2 separate regions of the Cricetulus griseus genome follow, and region 2 is linked to region 1. Evidence: chromatin contacts called from public Micro-C data. All regions are on one chromosome and are shown on one strand. The core of a region is the stretch at or near the end of the contact, and the rest is flanking DNA. Distances in the headings are between cores, read along the strand shown. Region 1 overlaps Olfm2 (noelin-2). Region 2 holds the start of Olfm2 (noelin-2).

The links. Hi-C and Micro-C count contacts between places; a contact is called where the count stands out from the background.
Region 2: a Micro-C map of the CHO-K1 cell line shows a contact between it and region 1, with 1.9 times the contacts expected there. The contact joins the promoter of Olfm2 here to the enhancer-like site in region 1. A contact is called at or near these places in 2 of 8 Hi-C or Micro-C datasets (the CHO-K1 cell line and fibroblasts).

Annotation. Positions count from the first base shown.
Region 1 is chr4:133,550,790-133,556,621 of CriGri-PICRH-1.0, forward strand. Olfm2 (noelin-2) reads right to left here. Exons shown (of 6, transcript XM_027411460.2): 3 at 3,321-3,467; 4 at 2,827-3,046; 5 at 2,411-2,517. Among named protein-coding and RNA genes, the nearest start is that of Pin1, 18 kb to the left of the region's middle. Within about 2 kb of position 2,367, at least 1 of the 6 cell types and tissues checked has open chromatin away from gene starts, as enhancers often do. A contact at or near this core is called in the CHO-K1 cell line, where this site is marked.
Region 2 is chr4:133,600,993-133,606,824 of CriGri-PICRH-1.0, forward strand. It overlaps Olfm2 (noelin-2), which reads right to left and starts at 3,397. Exons shown (of 6, transcript XM_027411460.2): 1 at 2,896-3,397.

The DNA of each region.
Region 1 (5,832 bases), core at 1,117-3,616:
TACTAAAAGGAAAAAGACAAGGTGGAGAGCAATAGAGAAAAACATCTCTCGTTGACTTGGCCTCCACATGCATTGGCACACACCTGCCTGTGCACACACCTTTATGAACAGACACAACAAAAAGATCCTAAATTGGTGGTGTTCCATAGGATAGGATAGGATCATCCAGAGACGAGAGGAAACTCATAACAAGCAATTTGAGCATTACAAAGTAAAGGAAATAAAGCCATGAGACAGAAGAAGAAGAAGAAGAAGAAGAAGAAGAAGAAGAAGAAGAAGAAGAAGAAGAAGATACTATGTAGCCCAGGCTGGCCTGGAACTCATTATGTAGATCGTGCTAGTCTTGAGCTCACAGAGATCCACCTGCCTCTGCCTCCCAAGTGCTGGGATTAAAGGAGTGTGCTTCCCTGCCTGACCCAAATTCATTGTGAGTGCTAAATCCCATAAGCACAAGGTTGCCTGGCATGTCATTGAATCTCTCAGCACCATTATCAGCTAAAAGCTCTTGTGAATGCCCTCCTTATCAAGCTAAGGCCCATTGTTGAGGATAAGAAAATTAGAGGAACAATATTAAGGCACCTGCCCAAGTGTCCCTGACTAAGAATGGACAGGACTAGGTAAGTGCAATTCTGATTCCAAACTAACCAATTGGTTGGGCCATTGTCATCAGTCAAGGTCAGTGATCACAGTGGAATGGTGTTGAGTTACTGCCTGTGCTCTGTGACACTTGGTGATCACCCTTGTGATGGTTAGCTATTTAAGGTTTATTTACTTATGTATTTTATGTATGAGTGCTTTATCTACACGTGCACCTGCAGGCCAGCAGACGACACCAGATCCCCTTACAGATGGTTGTGAGCCACCATGTGGGTGCTGGGAATTGAACTCAGGACCTCTGGAAGAGCAGCCAGTGCTCTTAACCACTGAGCCATCTCTCCAGCTTGTGACAGTTAGCTTTAATGTCAGCTTGAAACATCTGAGAATTATCTAGGAAGTGAGTGTCAATGAGAGAGTGTCAACATTGAGTTGGCCTGTGGGCATGTCAGTAGGGCGTTCATTGTCTTAATTTTTCATTAATGTGGGAAGGTCCAGCCCATTGTGGGCTACATCATTCATTAGACAAGGAGTCCTGAACTGTATAAGAATGGAGAGGTTGAACTGAACACAGACAAGAATGTATGCACACGTCTTTCTGATTCTGACTGCGGTTGTGACGTGACTAGCTGTTTTAAATTCCCGCCTCAACTTCTCTACAATGATGGTCTTTAACCTGGAGCTGTAAGCTAAACTAAGCCCCTTTCTTCCCTAATTTGCTTTTTGTCCGAGTATTGGATCAACTACAGAAATGAAACAGGCAGAGGTCCAAGGAGGACACCAGGTGTCCTGCTGTCTCAATCTTCTCCTCCTTATCTCTCTGAGATGTGGCCTTTAACTGAACCTGAAGATGGTGACCAGTGAGCCTCCTGTCTCTGCTCCCCACAGCACTGGTGCACATACCACTCAGGGCTTTTTATGTGGGTACTGAGGGTTTGAACTCAGGTTTCCAATTAGTGCAGTCAACATTCTTGCCCACTATGCTCTCTTCCTCCCTGACCCCATGCCATCTTTAATCTGTGCAAGCACTCTGATGTTTGCACTCCAACAAGAATGCCTAACTGTGCAGTTCTCAGAATGTGTCCCCTGCTGTTAAGGGACACACGAGTACACCCTGCAACCATATTCTCTAGTCAGTAGATGTAGACTCACAAGGACAGAAGAACATGGCCACTAGGCAGTCAAGGGGAGGTCCAAGGACTCAGGGACGCAGGATGGTGGGCTGTGAGTGTCCCTGGTGTGTGAGTGAGCTGGTGAGATGGCTCAGAGGGTAAAGGCCCTTGCTGCCCAGTTTGACGACCTGAGTTTAATCCCCAAGACCCAAGGTGGAAGGAAAGAATTGACTCAAGGAAGTTGTCCTCCAAGCTCCACACACATGCTGTGTCACACTGGTACATATGCACACTAAATAATAATTTAATAAAAAAATAAAACAGAGTGAGAGGCTGGACATGGTGGCATACACTCTTGATTCCAGCACTTAAGAGGCAGAGACAGGCAGATTTCTATGTATGAGGTCAGCCCGGTCTACCGAGGGAGACTTTGTCTCAAAAGAAAAAGGGAAAAAAAAAATCAACAGTTAAGGGTACTTACTGTTCTTGCAGAGGACCTGAGTTAAATTCCCAGCACTCATATCAGGTGGCCCACAAACACTTGTAACTCCAGCTGGAGGGACACCCAATGCACTGTTCTGGCTTCAGTAGCACTGGTCATGAACCCTACCACCCCTCCCCCATATACACTAAATAAAAATAAAACCTAAGTAAGAGTCACAAGTGCGGATTCTCTGGGCGCCTCTGGGGATGGGATTACTCACCCGGCTGTCTGCACTGGGGGCCATTGTGTCAGTCATCCAGGAGCCGAATCGGGACCCCATGGCTCGAATGGTAATGGGGTTACTGACCCCTGTCAGCTTCCCACAGCCTGGGAGACGGGAACAGTGGGAGTGAGAACAGGAGGCAGCAGGAGTTCAAGGAGTTCAAGGGAAGCTTGGGAAGGGATGGGGTCAAGGGTTGGGGAGGAGACATCCAGGCTGTGATCCCAGGATGGGCATAAAGGGCTGGAAATCAAAATCCAAAACCATTTCCAGCTTTGGGGCCTGCTGTCGCCTTGAGGCTAAACAGGAAGGTTTAGCAGTTAGATGCCAAAGCATGCCTCGCTTTGGCGCACACAGGCAGCATTGGGGCTGGTGTGGAGATAAGGGGCCAAGTTTAGGGATTAAAGCATACCCACCCAGCTTCTGCGCACAGGCATGGAGTCGTGCCTCCAGGGCCATCACACGCTGCTGCAGGTCCTCATACCCATAGGCGCCCATTTCCTCCTGGATGGCAGCCAGGTTGCCAGAAAGGTTCCTCACTTCCTCGCGCAGGCGCACAATGGTCCGTGTGTCTGCCTTGTACTGCTCCAGCACCGAGCTCAGGGGCAGCAGCTCTGTCATCCTGTCCTTCAGTTCCTGATTACCAGGAGAGAATGGCTGCCGATTCCAACCCCTGACCCTCGGCCCATACCGTCACCCTGTCATCTCAGATACAGTGCTCAGTCCTTGCCAAAGGATGCCTTCCGGACCCCAGAGCCTAGTCAACTTCTCATTTCTTCTCAGACATGACCCCCATCCTTGGAACTCAGGCCGTCTTGCTTCACAGCAAATACTCTTACTTCACTAGGCCACCTCCCCATGCCTCTCCAACCATTCTCTAGACCTCTGAGCTGAACTCGGAAGAACCCACCTGGAAGCTCTTGGCCGAGACTGACCCATCAGCTGCCCTGAGTCTTGCATCCAGGCTCCGCATGAGCGTCTCCATGCTGCGAACATACTGGAGATCCCGATATGTCCTTAACTCAAGGACCTCCATTGACTGAGACACATTCTGGACCTAGAATGAGAACCATTCAGTAGACAATGGGCTTCTCCTCCCAGCCACTCACAGAAACAGAGGCAAGCAGGTCCAGCAAAGATGCCTGCCAGCCCTCCTCTCCCCGATCTCACTAGTAACCTTCCAAGGCCATCCCTCCACACCTGTGACTTCCGCCCTGTCTCTCAGCTTTCACCCTCCTAACCTGCAGTAAGCTCTCCCTCCACACAGAAGATCAGATGAAGAGCAGAACCAGGTGTGGTGGCATACACTCATAATCCCAGCACTTGGAGGTAGAGGCTAAAGGAGCAGAATTTCAAGGGTGCCCTCAAAAGAAGCCAGGAGTGGTGGGTGACATTTGTAATCCCGGCACCCAGAAAGCTAAAGCAGGGGGATTGTCATGTCAGCTAAGGCTACAGAATGAATTTCAAGTCAGTATGGGTCAGAGTGAAATCTTGCCTCTAATAAACAAAAGAACAAAAGGTGGAGGTGGGAGGGTACTGAGTACTTTGTGCATGCACAAAGCTGGGTTCCACCCCCAGCATAAACCCGGTGCAGTGGTGAAAACCGAAACACAAACCGCTTGGAAAGTGGAGCTAGGAGGATGAGGAGTTCAAGGTCATCCTTGTATACATAGTGAGTTCAAGAGCAACCTAGGCCAGCGGTTCTCAACCTTCCTAATGCTGAGACCTTTTAATACAGTTCCTCATGTTGTGGTGACCCCCAACCAAAAAATTATTTTTGTTGTGGCTTCATAACTGTAATTTTGCTTCTGTTATGATTCATAATGTAAATATCTGTGTTTTCTGATGGTCTTAGGAGACCCCTGTGAAAGGGTTGTTCAGCACCCCCAAAGACACCGAGACCCACAAGTTGATAACTACTGGCCTAGGCTACACAAGACCTTGAGGTACACATCATTAGTCATTCAAAAAAACCTTTTTTTTTCCAGCCACTATGAACAATCAAAGGCACAGCATGAAAGTCCACAGCTTTGGGAAAAAGCAGTTCCTGTAAGGGGGTGGGCAGAGCAGGATTCTGGGAGTTAGTGATGGAGATTGCAGGTACCCAGGTGCTCTCCTTTCTGCCAAACCTCAGCTTCATCCTCTGTTCAATGAGGGAGGTGGGTGCAGGCATCACAGCTGACAAATGGGAAGTAACAGGGACTTCAGACAGCAAAGAGTCTAAAATATCCTGGGGACAGATGAAGTGGAGGCAGCCAGGGTGAAAAGGAATCACATGTGTGAGTGTGTGTGTGTGTGTGTGTGTGTGTGTGTGTGTGTATATACAAATCTGTATATCTAAGTGTATATCTGTATGTGTGCATACATATCTGTGTGTATGTGTGTATATGTGTTTGTGTGTGCATACATATCTGTGTGTCTATGCATGCATATTTGTGTGTGTGTGCGCATACATATCTACATAAGTGTGTCTGGAGGCCAGAGACTGATATTGGTTTTTTCCACAATCACCCTCCACCTTGTTTTTTGAGACCCAGCCCCCAAGTCTGGAGTTCATACTTCAGCCAGACAGGTTCAGGTACCCAGCTGTGCCTGTCTCTCTACCTTCCAAGCACTGGGTTACAGACGTACACTGCCAGACCTAGCTTTTGTGTAGGTGCTGGGTATGCAAACTCAGGTCCGTATTACCATGTGACCCACTGAACCATACCCCTAACCTCCCCCACCCCTCTTAAAGTATTTTAAAATTACATTTGTTGTTTGGTGTGTGTCAGTCAGAGTACACCTTGTGGGAGTTCATTCTCTCGTCTATCATGTGGGGCCTGGAGATTGAACTCAGGCCATCAGGCTTGGTGGCAACTCCCCACCTCCCACTCAGCAGGATCTTCCTATATAGCCCAGGCTGGACTCAAACTTGTGGCAGATGTTGTGCCTCAGCCTACAAAGGCCCCGTATTATAGGTGTGCAAAGCCACTCCCAGCTACAGAATCTTTGCATGAGCCTTGACAGTACAGGTTAGACCCTTGCCTGAAAAGGGCACCAAGTATCTTCTTAGCAGTGTCACCTAAGGCTGCATAGAGCATTGGCTGCCAGGCCTGAGTGCACAAGAAGTGACTTGGATGCTGCCCTGGTACTCCCTGCCTCCCTAGCACTACAAGAACTACAACTTGGAAAGCAGAATCAATCACATCTCTGAGCAGGAGGCCAGTCTGGTCTACAGAGTAAGCACCACGACAGCCAGGGCTACATAGAGAAACCCTGTCTCAAAAAATAAATGAATAAAAATATTTAATCAATCAATAAATAAGAAAGAAAAACAAACAAATAAAAAATCTGCATAGCTAGGATCCCAGTCATTGGCCACTTCAGAACAATCTACATGGCTGGATCTTCTGTGATTCAGCCCAGATGGAGACATGGGG
Region 2 (5,832 bases), core at 2,147-4,646, 51 kb after region 1:
GCAAATACTGTGAACCTGCTGCATCAGGCCATAGGCTGCAGCAATGAGCAAGTGGGGGTGAGGATGAGAGAACTGGGGGCTTCAGCTTGGGGGAACTCTACACCAAGGTGCTGTTAGCTGCAAGGTGTCAGGTCTGCCTGGGTTCGCAGACACATTCCCCCACACTTACAGAAACACAATACACAAAGAGCAGCACACATACACACCAACAAAGCATACATAAACATATGTATATATAAACACAAGCATACCAAAATTTAATGTATAAACACACAAAATCATAACTCAAGGCTGGGTTAAGTCATTTGCCACCAAGTCTGGTGACCTGAGTTTGATCCCTAGGACCCAGATGATAGAAAGAGAAAAATGACTCCTGCAAGTCACCCTCTGATCTCCACATGTGCACTATGGCATGCATGCATGTACACACACACAAACACACACACACACACACACACACACACACACTGCATATGCTCAACATAAACAAAAATCATCACTCAGACATTCTTACCCAGCCTGCACATGTGGTCGTATACACACAGACACTTTCACACAGCACACAGGCACTCACACAGACTCTCACTCAGATGGAAAGGTGAATTTGGCTTATGACTTCAATGACACCATCACTGTCACCAGTCTGATGACAACAGTCAGAAGGCTGTGTCACACCTGTGCATACAAACACATGTCATATAACACACCCATACCCATAGTCAGGGACATACAACTGCAGATGCACTGTCAGAACACATGTCCATCGGAAAGCAATCACACAGGGACACACCCACCCTTGGGAGAATACATCTGCACCCTTATGTCAGAGACACACTAAAGTTTCTCTTCGCTGGCCCCTCCAAACCCCCAGACCACAGGTGCAGTCAGACACACCAAGGCATACACATATGACACTCGATGTCACAGACACCGATAAAGACATCACATTGCAAAGGATGATTTTCCCTGGCCCGGGGTTGGCCATACCCTGAGCGGGCTGAACCGGTGCCCTGGCTCCCTCACATCCCACAGCTGCAGCTTTGGGAGCAAAGACCTTTTCAGGTGGGGAGGGGAGGGTTATTATGGATGCAAAAGGGGCTGGTGAGGTTGCAACAACATGAAGGGTAGAATTGGGAGATGGACGGGTGAAATTGAGGGGAATCCCACAAACAGACTAAAGATCAGAGGGGCTCCGGTAGGAACAGGGAGCGGGGCATGAGGGAAGTTTTCAATGGAAGAGCATCCTTCCCTGTCAACAGGACAGAGCCACAGGGATTAATAGAACCGAATGTGCCCCTCCCCCCCGCAGGAAGCTACCAGAAGGAAGCAGGGGGATAAAATAGAAGGGAGGCTGATGAGTTCTGCCCCAGTCTGAGCCCCCCTCTTAACTCTCAGGGTGAGGAGTTAGGGAGATCAATAGTCAGTCCTCTGGGAGACAGACATAGGAAGGGAGATGCTGGTACTAGGTTCAGGGATAGAGCCAGGAGACAGAGAGAGAGAGAGAGAGAGAGAGAGAGAGAGAGAGAGAGAGAGAGAGAGAGAGAGAGAGAGAGAGAGAGAGAGAGAGAGAGAGACTAAGTCAGAAAGAAAGACAGAAATAGAAGGGGGGAGAGACTCAGGGAAGGAGAGAGAGCGAGCACTACTCAGTGACACTTAGACACAATCAAGCAGAGTCCAAGAGGCTGAAGATGTATGGAGACACGGAGATGTCCCCTACCCACTCCAACATAGCAGAACACCCTCCTGGCTCCCCCAAAACCGCCCAGCTCCGCCCCACTCTGCCGGGATCTGGTTCAATTCCGCAGCCCTGCCGCCTCCGCCTGGGGCTTGAGCCAGCTTGTACCTCGGTGGCACTGGCGGGTCCCCTCAGAGAGGACGCTAGCCCAGCAAATGCAATCATAAAAGCCAGAGCTATGCGGGGCATGAGGCTCCCTTGTGCCTCGGGATCCAGCCGGGGACCCCCCAAGAGACCACGTCCCCGGGAGAAGAAATCCCTGCCTCTACCCAGGATTCTGTCACTTTGGGGCTCTGGGGTCCCTTTCCCAGGAGCTGCCGCGGGGGCTGCGGGCACCACGCCCCCCCTCCGGAGCGTCCCCCAGCCCGAGTGGCCACTCACGATTTTTTCCGAGGAGCCCGCGCGGGACACTGTGCTGTTGAGTCCCACGAGTGAGGGCAGCGTCTGCGACATCCAGTTAGTGACCATGGCCATGGTGCTCAGCACCGCCCCGATCTTGAGCAGCGGCACCGACATCGCGCCCCTCGCCTCATGCCCCGCGCCAGCACCCCAAAAAGCAGGTGTTCTGTCCCTTTTGCTCGGCACTCAAGCTGTCGCTCACCCACCCCACCGGGGTGGGGGGCAGTGGAGGACCGCGATGGCGGGATGACCAGGTCCAAGGGGGCGGTGGCCGGCCGGATGGGGATGGGGTGACACCGGGGACGCGGCTGCGGCTCTGCGCGCCTCGCGGGCTCAGCTTTATAAGGCGCCGGCTCGGCCACCCCCTCCCGCGCCACCGCCGGGCACTTCCAGCCGCCGTGACGTCACGGCTCCGGCCCCGGAGCCAGCGGGGCTGAGGGGAGAATAGGGGGGCACCCGCCCGGCCCCCCCGCCTCCCCGCAGAGCCTCTGGCGGACCTTCCCCCACCTGCAGAAGTGGGGACATCCCCTCCGGTGACATCCTCGCCCCTCCCCCGCCGCCGCGGCATCCCAGCCCCGCCCCCTCCCCCCAGCACATCCCACCCCCATCCTCGCTCGAGTCCCCTCTGCACCCTAGTGGCGATCCCCGGGCTCCCCTGCCAGCAACACCCCGTCTCCCAAACCGCTAGGTTTCAGCAGTCAGAACCCACCCCACACCCGCCACCCAAAGCTGACCGGTGGGGGTCGGGTGTCCCCACCCACCTGCTCGGTCTGAGCTGAGCCGGGTCCCGAGCCCGCGACGACGACGACGCCGCCGCAGCGAGCGGTGCGCACCGCACTTGGTGCTCTCCCGAGAGCCGGGACTCTTCCTCCCGGCTTCCCTAGTCTCAGATCTTTCTGGAGGGGATCCCCCTGTGGGTTCAGGGCCAGGGAGGACTTGGAGTGCGGGTCACCTGGGCAGCCCCTCGGGACCGCCGCCGGCCCAGCCAGTTCTTTTCGCAGGCAGTCAAGTCCCAACGCAGTGCTTGATTCACAACTTGAACTTGGGGCGGAGGAGGGGAACTTATGCACCGGGTCTCCTCCAGCGCCCGCCCGGAGGCCTTCTCTGGGATGGTCCCCGGGGTGGGAGGCTGGGAAGCGCAGCGGGCGGCGGGGTGGGGCGAGGAGCGGCCCGCGGTCGCCTCTCTGGGGTTTTGCACTCACGCCCCCTCCTGGCGTCCCCGCATCACCTCCCGCCGTCGCCGCCGTCGCCCTCGGCCGGCGGCCGCCGCCGTCTGGAGGCGGCGATGACTCAGGCCTTTACCGCGCCGGCCGCTAGCAGAGCGGAAGCGCCCAACCTCAGGGTGCTGGGGGGTCCCGAACTATCTGGACCCCACTGAGAAGCAGTGCAAAGTGGTTCTGGGTTCCTGGTGGGTCAGATATGTGTAAGAGGCTGGAGGTGGCCTGCGGCTCAACTACAGACCGACCGTGAGCACTGCATTGGGGAGACCGACAAGGACTTGAAGGGCTGGGGATGTGACTCAGTGGCAGAGGCTCGCCTAACATGTCTGAAGTCCAGGGCTCCATCCACCAAAAATGGGGGTGGGGGAGTGATGGCTCAGTGGGTAAAAGTGCTAGCCACAAAGCCTGGCAACCTGAATCTCTAAGCTCCACATGGTGGGAGGCAACCGACTGCCCCAAAGAGTTTTTTGACCTCCACTTGAAGATGGTGGCCACACAGCCACCCATCCCATCCCCCGTTAGCACATTAAACTAGTGTAAAAAGAAATTTAAGTGGCACAAGACATCAAGGAAGAAAATTAAGTACAAGTAGATATCAAAAGGAAGGGGGTGGAGTTGTGTGTGTGTGTAGAGGCAAAGGTGTACATGGAATGTCTTCCTCAGTGCCTCTCTGCCTTGTTTTATTAACTAATTATTCTTTAAATTTAGTCTTTTTATTTAATTAGTTTTGAGACTCTGTGTAGCCCTGGCTGGCTTGGAACTCACAGAGCTCCCACTGCCTCTCAAACGCTGGGACTAAAGTCATGAGTTACCACACCTGGCAGGTCTCTCACTGAAGTTGAAACGCCCTGATTCAGCTAAGCTAGCCAGTCTAGGAGCTGCAGAGCCCCTCCTGTCTCAGCCTCCCAGGCAGCCCAGTGCAGGCACACCACATCTGACTTGGGGGTCTGAACTTATTCTTGGATGGAAGTATTCTACTAAATGGGCCATGTCCCAGCCCACAGGAACACCTTTAAACATGGTGACTAGGGAAGGTGACAGTCAAGCCACACCAGAAGGTGAAGGAGGGAGCCATTTCAGTACCAGGAGATTATCAAATGGTGGGAAACAGAGGTGCAAAGGACCTGGGGCAGGCAGAGACAACTTGGGCAGGCATGAGCTGTTTAATCCAAAGGGGAGGACCCTAAGATCACTAAGCTGCAGTGGGCCCCCTGGCTTAGAGAATGACACACTCTCTCACCCCGTCACCTTGGGTGCCAGGAAACAGGCCTAGCTCATACAGCCAGGCTGTAAAGACAGAGAGCACTCATAAAATATTCCTCTTCTCCCTCCTCCATGCCTCCCAAACTCTTCTCCCTAAAGATGTCAGTAGCCTTCCCGGGCTGGCAAGACTGTCCAGTGGAAAAAGACACTTGCTACCAAGCCTGAAATCCTGAGTTTGATCAACAGGGCCCAGATGGCGGAGGAGAAAGCTGACTCCCTCAGATTGTCACCTGTCCTCCACATGCTTGTCATAGCACGTGCCCACACACAATAGATTAATTCCATCACCTTCCAGTCTCCACACGCATTCCCTTCTCGGAACACCTTATCATTTCTGCCTGTCCTTCCTGCGCCTCTGCCTTCTCCATCCCCAAATTTCTAGATCTTTCCACCTTCCCCGATTCCCTGTTTCTGCATATTTACTTGGCTCTTTCCTGTGTCAGCCCTTTGCATTTGCTGTCCTTGCTCGCTGACAACGTTTTTGGCCTGTTCATGTCCTTCACCATGGTGGGGGTAAGCAACATGCCCTGTCCTCCAGAAAACAACATTTCCTAGGACTTTGCCCACTGGCTTCCTGTCCGGCACAAGCCTTGGGAGGGAGCAGATAGAGACTGGGAGGGAGGGAGAAGATGGCTACGTCTTCCCTTTCTTTCTGCTTGGAGTAGGGTGGCCTTTTTTCTTTTTCTTTTTTGAAATTTCTAACTACATTTACTTATTTGTTTGTGGATGTGGAGGGACACAGAAATCAGGGGACAACTTTCTGGAGTTTGTTCTCTCGTCTACCACATGAGTCCTAGTGCAGGTGTGGAGACCAGAAGAGGGTATGGGCTGTTCTGTGTGACTCCCCATCTATTCCCTTGAGGCATGGCCTCTACTTGAACCTGGGGCTCAAGTGTGGCAAACTGGAAGCCAGAAAGCTCAATGTTACATCAGGCAGTGGTGGAGCACGCCTTTAATCCCAGCACTCAGGAGGCAGAGGCAGGCAGATCTTTGTGAGTTTGAGATCAGCCCGGTCTACAGAATGAGTTCTAGGACAGCCAGGGCTACACAGAGAAACCCTATCTTAAAAAAACAAAAAATAAAAAAATAAAAAAATTAAAGCCCTATGTCCCCTCAGAGGTACAGTCTCAGGCATGGGTGGCACTCAGTGTGACTTGTTACACGTTGCTGGGATCCTAACACCACCCTCTTGGTTGTTCAGCAAAACCATGTCAG